2 separate regions of the Ovis aries genome follow, and region 1 is linked to region 2. The links are chromatin contacts, called in public Hi-C maps. All regions are on one chromosome and are shown on one strand. The core of a region is the stretch at or near the end of the contact, and the rest is flanking DNA. Distances in the headings are between cores, read along the strand shown.

The links. Hi-C and Micro-C count contacts between places; a contact is called where the count stands out from the background.
Region 1: a Hi-C map of liver shows a contact between it and region 2, with 2.8 times the contacts expected there. The contact joins the promoter of TCTN1 here to the promoter of ARPC3 in region 2. A contact is called at or near these places in 4 of 16 Hi-C or Micro-C datasets (blood and liver).

Annotation. Positions count from the first base shown.
Region 1 is chr17:54,505,771-54,510,734 of ARS-UI_Ramb_v3.0, reverse strand. It overlaps TCTN1 (tectonic family member 1), which reads right to left and starts at 3,485. Exons shown (of 15, transcript XR_001435939.4): 1 at 3,216-3,485.
Region 2 is chr17:54,363,862-54,368,632 of ARS-UI_Ramb_v3.0, reverse strand. It overlaps ARPC3 (actin related protein 2/3 complex subunit 3), which reads left to right and starts at 1,511. Exons shown (of 8, transcript XM_042234601.1): 1 at 1,511-1,608; 2 at 3,395-3,446; 3 at 4,206-4,305. The coding sequence starts at 3,429. GPN3 (GPN-loop GTPase 3) reads left to right here. Exons shown (of 8, transcript XM_042234600.2): 8 at 882-1,518. The coding sequence ends at 908.

The DNA.
Region 1 (4,964 bases), core at 2,236-4,735, 140 kb before region 2:
TTTGAGCACTCCTCCATCTGAGATTTTCCCAAAGTGGCCAATCATCTGACTCACTTGGAAAGTTCTGTTTGCACTCTCCCTACAAAAACTCTGATTTGGTAAGCTAACTGTGAAACCCACACACCTGGTCCTTTCAAACACTTTCCAGGTGATGCTGATAATTAAAATAGGTTTAAGAATCAACACAGTAAATCACTTGCCTGACCATAAGAACCATCGGTTTAATATTGCAGATTTCTAAGCTCCTCTGGAGATTCCAATTCAGAGGAAGGGCCCACTTAAGGCTACCAAGAATCAAAATTCTCAATTTTGTTCCTCTCCTCAGATGTCACCTGCAGCTTTGAAGCTGAGTCCATGTTCACAGGCTATTGGCCAAGGATAACGCTGGCTCAGGTTCCTTGTACTTGGGGTTCTAGAAATATCTTTGGTAATTCAGACAGTAAAAACATGGGAAGAGGTAGAAGCCCTACTTAGCAAGTTTTAATTTTTAATAATGATGACCATCTGGATTTTTAATTCCCTGTTTCAGGCTGTAAACGGGGAGGTGTGGAGGTGAGGGGAAACTTAAATAGCAGAGCATGAGAATGATAAACACTGAACTCATGGTAGTTTAATTATTGCTGGAAGGAGGGAGTAAGATCGGTGCTTCAACCTTACCTGTAACGTTGTTTCTTTTTTTTGAAAAAGGATTTCATGCAAAAAATAAATTTTAAAAAAGGATCTCAAGCAAATGCTGGTAGACAATCCATACAACATTCTTATTAGCATTTATGAATTATTTTATAATAAAAATAAGCTTTAGAAGGAATTCCCTGGCAGTTCAGTGATTAGGACTCTGTGCTCACTACCAAGGCGGTTCAATCCCAGGTCAGGGAACTCCAGACTCCACAGTCTGTGAGGTATGGCCAAAAAAAGAAAAAAAACTTTAGAAAATATATACCTCAAAAAAAAGACTCGGTGCTCACTACCAAGGCGGTTCAATCCCAGGTCAGGGAACTCCAGACTCCACAGTCTGTGAGGTATGGCCAAAAAAAAAAAAAAACTTTAGAAAATATATACCTCAAAAAAGGTACAATAATAAACTCTGGGAAGATGAATGTCAGGAGAAGAGGAAATTTTTGTCGGTAAATACACAATCCATTCTTAGAGACACAAAAGTTTCCACCCTAGAGTTTACATGTTTCTCTCTAGCCAAGGACTCCCTTATGTCCTTAGAAAACTATAACACCTCTCATGTACACTAAAGTGTTGAATAAAAAATAAAGTATTGAGACACCCTGCCTTATGTGTTTGAAATTAATTTTGATTTATTTTACAAAACCTAAAACCCGTATAGGTCCCTAGTAGCTGTAAGACTACTAGGGACAAAGCAATAGTGTTTAATAACTCTACTTAGGAAAGAAAAAAGGGTGAGCGTACTTAATCAGCCAACAAGTATCTGCTGAGTACTTGTAGGGTCTGAGTAGCACTCAGCTGCTCTTCCAAGCCTCTTCACAGCTACAGGGTACTAATGAACAGAGCTCAGATTCCAGATGAAAGTTATCATCCTTCTCTTGCACCTGTAACCCATTCTGCAAAGGGTGGTCCAGTTCTCCACTCAGTCTCCTGCTACAACCTGTACCTAGGTTGTGACCTAAAATGAGGCAAGTAATTCATAAACCTAAAAAATGGCAATAACCCAGGGACTTCCCTGGTAGTCCAGTGGTTAAGACTCTACCTTCCAATGCAGGAGGCATGGGTTCTAAGCTCCTACATGCTGTGCAGTGCAGCCAAAAAAAAAGTTAAAGAAAATGTTAAAAAAATTTTTTTTAAGTTAAACATTAAAAAGTTATAAAAGAAAAAGTTAAAGAAAATGGTGACAACCTAACATCATAAGACTGTTAGGAGGATTAGATGAGACACATCACAGATGAAATCCTTAGCACAGAGCTTGCTACATAGGAAGTAGTTAATAAATGTCAGCTGTCATTTATCACCATTACTTGCACAGATCTAACTAGAGGCCCTTTAAAAAGACAAAGGAAAAGTGCAAATTCATCCTCTCATACTGGAAAAACAGCCCTGAACACATGACCTATTAATGATGGTTCAAGAATAGCTTCATTTGGGGGATAAAGTGCATTAACAAATGAAATACTTACATGGATAAAAGGCAACTCAGCCCAAAAAATCTTAAGAGAGTTTCAGATATTGAATACTCTGCTATATTTTGTCCCAAATTATCACTTAACTTCCCTGCTAACTCAACAATTTCAATATAAAACAAAGTTTTTATATTAAAATAGCAAATATGTTTCCTGTATTTTTTCTGACAGACTATACAATTTATAAAGGAGAAATAAAGGTTCAGTAACTTAAGTTCTAGAGTTCAGAAGGTCAGCCAATGATTTTTTTATTTACTAATACTGAGCCTGATTCAATTTAAGAAAGATCTTTCTTAAGAAGGGATTTAAAAAAAAAAACACTGCATATCTATTGGGGTTACAGAGGACTTAAAAGGGATTTTTTTTTTGAGATCATAAACCCATTTGACAAACTACCATTGCTATGAACCTTCACCCCAGAAAAACGCATATTCACAGAAGTTAGCTCGATTTTGGAGTCAGATATCCCCTGAAGTCACCCATGTTAAATCAGATTACAAAAGTCACTAGCTGTGTAACTCAAGGATTAGATCATTTTCTGAGAAATATGCTAATTATCCTTAAAGATGAATCTTAAGAAGTGGGCATAACCCCTCACCCCATAACTCCCTACATTCAACTCAACACAGGAGGACTTGACCTAGTCATTTTCTGTAAACTAGATTTTTTGCATCTCTTTTTCATAATTGAAAAGCTCAACGTATCCTATGCACTTAATTCCCACAATTTCCTAGAAACTTTCAATTTCAACTGAAAAGCTGCAAGTATTCATTCATTAACACTTTTGGCATTAGTGTCGTCCAGGACCACTGCAAGTACTTCTAAAGATTTTTATATTGTCTCACTTGGCTCTCTGAGCTTCGGTTTTCTCATCTATACGACAGTGATAATAACATCTACCTCTAAGGGTTGTTCAGAGAATTAATAACCTATGAAACACTTAACAATGACTGCACACTTTAAGTGGTCAATAAACGTAAACTATCGCTATTATTACATCCTCACCCGGGCTACCAACCCCCGCAGGTTGAACCACTGTAGATCCCCAGGAATTGGTACTTGGTTACCCACCGTCTGTGATCGGGGCGGGTCTGGGGCCGGAGAAGGGCCTGGAAGCCCTGGGGATCTCAGGGGACTTAGAAGATAAAACAGGTCGGAGAGTCGTCGGGACTGGTTTGGTGGAGTTGAGGCCCTCCGTCGCTACCACCGGGGTGGTCCCGGCCGGGATGGTCCCGGCCTGGGCGCTCACGGAGGCCCAGCACTCTATGAGAACGAGCAGGAGCCGCGGAAAGGCCCGCAGCCCCATTGCCCAGCCGCAAGCTGAGCGGCCAGTGGCTGGGTGGCTGGGAGACCGCGAGACCGCGCGTTACCTAGCAACCGCGGCGGCTGGGCGCGGGGCATCACGGGAAGGGTCACCCTAGGCCTGGAGAGACGTAGGGACAGAGGGCGGGGCCTGGGCGAGGCGGGCGGGGCCTGGGCGAGGCGGGCGGGGCCTGGGCGAGGCGGGCCAAAAGAGGAGGGGACGAGGGGCGGGGACCTGTCCTGCTTGTGAATTCCCCACGTGGTTTCCAAGAAGACTGCAGTGCTTGTTTTAAAAATGTAGATTTCCAGGTTCCGTCTCAGGGGATTCTGATTCAGTCCAAGGGCAGGGTTCAGGGAGCAATATTTTTAACAAATACAAAACCAGTACATTTGGGACAACACACATCTAACACACAACTAACACAATCAGTGGAGGGAGAGAAATCTTGGGACCCACTCTCCTAAAGCTACTAAATAGGGTTTTTTGAAGCAGAGATCATATCACTAGCCTTGAATTTTTCTCTATCTCATATGTGTCTACACTTGCTTTACCGATGTGGTTTTAGTTCCCTCAAGGCTATGGTTTTTCCTGTAGTCATGTATGGATGTGAGAGTTGGACTGTGAAGAAGGCTGAGCGCCGAAGAATTGATGCTTCTGAACTGTGGTGTTGGAGAAGACTCTTGCGCGTCCCTTGGACTGCAAGGAGATCCAACCAGTCCATTCTGAAGGAGATCAACCCTGGGATTTCTTTGGAAGGAATGATGCTAAAGCTGAAACTCCAGTACTTTGGCCACCTCATGCGAAGAGTTGACTCATTGGAAAAAACTGTGATGTTGGGAGGGATTGGGGGCAGGAGGAGAAGGGGACTGGAAGGAGACTGGAAGGAGAGATGGCTGGATGACATCACGGACTCAATGGACATGAGTCTGAGTGAACTCCGGGAGTTGGTGATGAACAGGGAGGCCTGGCGTGCTGCGATTCATGGGGTCACAAAGAGTCAGACACAACTGAGGGACTGAACTCAACTGAACTGAACTAGGATCTCTGAGCTACAGTTTTATGTCAGGAATGATATCTACCTCTAAGGGTTGTGTACCAGGAGGTCACCAGATAACTTCTGGTTGCTGTGTTGTGATTGTGATAAGAGAAACAGATGAACACTTAATAACTTTTTTACAGTCAAAAAAATGACAAAAATTAAATAGAATGATTTATAGGCCTTTAAAAAAAAAAAAACAAAGCAAATCTACTTTATCTGTACAAAAGGACTTGAAGACCACAAGACTCAGGGAAGCCCCTCAGTTATAAACTGCTGTATTTATAGAAGTATTCCAGACCAGGGATGTTGGTTATTCCACCTTTGATACTTTATCTCCTTACAATTCAGAAGTGAATGTGAAAATACTTAAACATATCATGGTAATTACTCAAGAAACACATTTTTCAATTCAGAAGAATGTAAAACAATATATATATATATACCTAGATTATTAAATTTATATATTAATAGCAAAGCT
Region 2 (4,771 bases), core at 262-2,761:
GTCTGGTGTTCCCATCTCTTTAAGAATTTTCCACAGTTTGTTGTGATTCACACAGTCAAAGGCTTTGGCGTAGTCAGTAAAGCAGAAGTAGATGTTTTTTTGGAAATCTCTTGCTTTTTCTTTTTTCTGTGGCCCTCGAGTATGCAAAGGGCAAAAACACCCTGATCTAATGTTACTGTCATGTGAGAGAGTCAGAAAAATAAGACACCTTTTCATTTGCCCTCCTCATCCTGCTTGAGCTATACCTCCCTCATTTAGCCTTATGGAGAGTTTGGTGTGTGCTCAGATGGTAAAGAATCTGCCTGCAATTCAGGAGATCTGGGTTCAGGGTTCTCCAGGGAAGAACCCCTGGAGAAGGGCATGGCAACCCACTCCAGTATTCTTGGCCTGGAGAATTCCATGGACAGCAGAGCCTGGTGGGCTACAGTCTATGGAGTCACAAAGAGTTGGACACGACTGAGTGACTAACACACAAGAGGAGGCTTTTTTGATGGGAGCAAAGTAGCCCCACAGTCACCCTCATTAGAGGTTTCCTTGTGTATAATTAGTCTTAAGGGCCCAGTAGATCAGCTCGATCAGGGAAGACTATCTTTACCATCTGAGACCACCAAGGAAGTCTCCTCCTAAAAGGTAAAATTTGGCCAGAAATATAAATGAGAAATCAATTGTGGGAACATGGGACAAAGTAATTCCTTCTGTGGGACTGGCAAAAGAAATGGCCAGAAGCAGCAGTGAACTTGGCTTTTAACCTGAGGTGCTTTCCGGTAAAGATTAAGAATTCCTTAGCTTTTAGTATGTTCCAGGCATGTAAGTTCTAAGCACATTCCATGCAATTCATTTCCTCACAAAACTCAGGTAATCACTGTTATCTCCATTTTCAGATGAGGAAACTGAGGTATGGAGGTTAACTTGCCAAGGTGACACAGCCAATAAATGTTGGAGCTGGATTCAAACCAATTTTTTCTCAACCATTACACAAAGAATCGCAGTACGTAATCACACAAGAGTAGTACACAAATCCCTTCTGTGATCATTTTTTCCTTTTTAAAATCAGTGGACTGAGTTCCTTCTCTTACTCAACACATGTTATTGATGCTTACCTTGTACCGTCCTGTTACAGGTGTAGGGATATAAGCAGTGAACAAAACAGACAGTCCTTGCATTTTTGACGTTCATACGAATGGACAGAGACAAAACCCAAAAGTAAAACATGAATCATAAGAACTGAGGGAAAGGGCAGTGAAGTGGGACTGAATTTAGGATGACCCAGGGAATGCTACTGAAAAGGTGGTCTTGGAGAAAAAACGAAAGAGGTGATATATCTAGGATTCTGTAACCCCGAAATCCACCTCATTCTCGCCCACACTTCACGCAGGCGCGATACTCAGAGCCCCTGCCTAGGGTTCGAGCGCCCCCTGGTGCCCTGTCGGATCCGCGCAGCTGCAGCGGCTAGCCACATACTGCGAGGCCGGAAGCGCGGCGTCCTGCCCTCGCCCTCCCCTTCCGGCTCACTTCCGCCTACCCCGCCCGGGCTGCCAGACCGGAACCGCCGATCTCTACCCAGATTCTCTTCGTTGGGTTTGAAACCGGGGCGCCTCCAAAATGCCGGTAAGTGGGCCAAAGTGGGGGTGTCGGGAGACGGCGGGGATTTGAGAGAGTCGCGAGAAGTCTTGCGTGCGGTGAGAAAAGTAGGCCGAGGAGGGCAGAGAGAAAGCAGGGGCCTGAGAAGGGGAAAGGCCAGAGGAGAGGGACCGGCCTCTGTGGGATTAGGGCGGCCCGGGGATGTCGGCCGGCCGTGGAGGAACAGGGCATGGCAGAGTGGGCCAGAGACCCGGGGCGTGCTGAGGAGACTGCCACAGGTCTGCCCCCTCCTCTCCAAGCTTGATCCTTTTTATCGCTTTTTGCGCCTCTGCCCGTCCCCCCGATTCCAGCGGGGTTCCCAAAGCCTCACTAGAGCCGTGAAGGCAAGGGCTGCCCTTTTAATTTCTCATATCACAGCTAGGGCCCGGCTTCTTTTTTTTTTCCCTGTAGGCCCACTTCCTCCTTTGCCTCTGGAGGCGGGTCCCTTATGCTGCCTGTCGCCTGTCCGACCCCACTTCCCTGACTCCTCCTCCCCTGTCGCCCCGGCAGTGGCTGCCACCCCTGAGCCGCTGGGTTTAGGGCTCTCAGAGCAGGTGCAAGGTCCGCGCCTAGTTTCCACATGTTTGTTTAATGTGCATCAGAGTAGGAGTTAAAATTGATGGTGGTTTGGTTGTTCTTAATTTCTGACAGTCACGGGTAGATTTATCACCATCATGGTCTCCATTTTGCAGATGAGGAAAAAGCATGTTCAGTAACATGTGATGTTTAGCATCTGCTGCATGCCAAAGCACTATTACAGCGGTGAATAAGGCCAACAAGTCCCTATTCTTAAGGAGTCTACATTCTAATGAGGAGACATAATCTGTGAATGTGAATAAAATGGGGGGATTGTTTAAGATAGTGGCAAATGCCATGAAGGTAATAAGACAGCATAGCTAGTGCAGGTGAGACAAGGGGCTGCGTTAGGTGAAGCACATCGGTAATAAAAAGGAGTAAACCATAGTTAAGGTTTGGTGAATCCCATAGCTACCATTTGACTCCTGATGCATGTCAGGCCAACTCTGAGCTACACAGTTTGTATAAATTATTCCCTAATTAATCCTCAGAGTGATTATGAAGTGGATATGTTAGTGGTTTTTCATTTTGCAGAGGAGAAAGTTGAGGCTCAGAGAAGTTAAGTAACTTGCCCAAAGTTGCACACTAGTGTGTAACACACCAGTATGTGTGTGTGTGTTGTGTGTTTGTATTGGGGTGTAGTAGATTTAACAATGTTGTGATAGTTTAAGGTTAACAGCAAAGGGACTCAGCCATATATATACATGTATCTGTTCTTCCCCACACTCCCCTCCCATCCAGGCTGCCACATTACAATGGGCAGAGTTCCATGTGCTGTACAGTAGGTCGTTGTTGGTTATCCATTTTAAATCCATTTTCGCATAAGTTAAAGTTAGTCACTCGATTGAGTCTGACTCTTTGGGATCCCATGGGTCCTACTAGGCTCCTCTGTCCTAGGCAAGAATCCTGGGCTCCTCCTCTAGGCAAGAATACTGGAATGGGTTGCCATTTCCTCCTCCAGAGGATCTTCCCAACCCAGGGACTGAACCCAGGTCTCCTGCATTGCAGGCAGATTCTTTACCATTTGATCCACCAGGGAAGCCCTTAAATACATAAGCACGCTAGTAAATCTTGATAAAGCCAGATTTTAAGCCAGAACCCTAATGCCTTGTACTCATCATTCCAGGTGCACAAAGAGCACCCTTGACCTCCCCTGTGATGACTTACTTATTTTCTGTCTCCTCTATTCACCTGACAGAGCCAGGGCTGGTCTTGCATGCCAATATCTCCACATGCCTTGCACACAGAAGGTACTTAGTAATCTTTTGATGAATAAATGACTGGGGCCCATGTTGTCTTACAAAAAGCCAGACATCTTGTAAAATGCCGAACTAGAAATTGGCCTATAAATTGTTCTCATAAATGTGATTTTTTTCCTCTCTCCGCTAACTCACATCCACCCACTTAAAACAAGTATATATGTTTTTATTTTACAAATGTAGAAATAGGCTAAGAGAAGAAAAGTGATGTCTTAAGGCATAAAGCCAGAAAGTGGCAGAGCTGAAGAGCCAGTTCTTTGATTGTGGTTTTAACACCAGCTGGGTTGCTGGGTACCTCTGATTTATATAGTGTTTGCCTATTTCTATAGTGTGAATACCTCACCAGTTACCAATGTTCTGTCACCAGATGTGAAATTGGAAGGAAAGCACAGTAGCACCTTATCATACAGTGTTTCCACCGTAGGTGCAAAAGGCATAACTAACCTTAAGATCACAGACATTGGTAAAATAATTTTAAAATAGGAAATAATGAAAGTGTCAAATATTTATTACCTTTGTTTTTAATATAATTTATTTAATTGAAAATTTCTATAACTTTATTTTTAATAATGGCTGTGTTCAACAATTAGCTTGCCTCAAATTTTCTCAGAATTCCTGAAACTTTGATAGTTTTCATGAGCCAGTTTATCTTGGATGAATTATTTTTTTCCTTGGGGAAGTGTACTTGTTTGCCCCAGTGACATTTGCTCTCTTTCTGCTTCTGTGTTCTTACCTGGCTTGTCCTTACAGGCTTACCACTCTTCCCTCATGGACCCTGACACCAAACTCATTGGAAACATGGCACTATTGCCTATCAGAAGTCAGTTCAAAGGACCTGCCCCTAGAGAAAGTAAGTCAAAACCCCTTTCCATTATTTTCACATTTTGGTATGAAACCCTCTGATGTTAGCACATCAGGGAAATCTCAGATTGCTCTTGTATTTTCTATTTGCTTGATGGATATTGTGCTTTCCACCTTCTCAGATCTTGGGTAGATGTTGCATTTAATAGGAAACTGTATTATTGCTGCTAGTTTCTCTGGGATATTTTGTTGAGAGAGAAGAGGAAATGTGCTTAATTCTCAACACTCTTCCTATCATCACTGTCAGTTCTTACTAATCTAATGCTGCTGCCTCTATAAAACATCGTGTCCCCATCCTTTCTGTGTCATCAAGCTGGAAAAAACAAAGCGTATTTTAACCTCTTTCTTTATCTAAATCTGCTTCCTTTGTCCATTCTTCAGGACCCCAGTTTTTACCAATACCTCAGTCTTAAGTGTCCTGTATAACATTATTCATTTCTTCTCTTGCTTTTCTG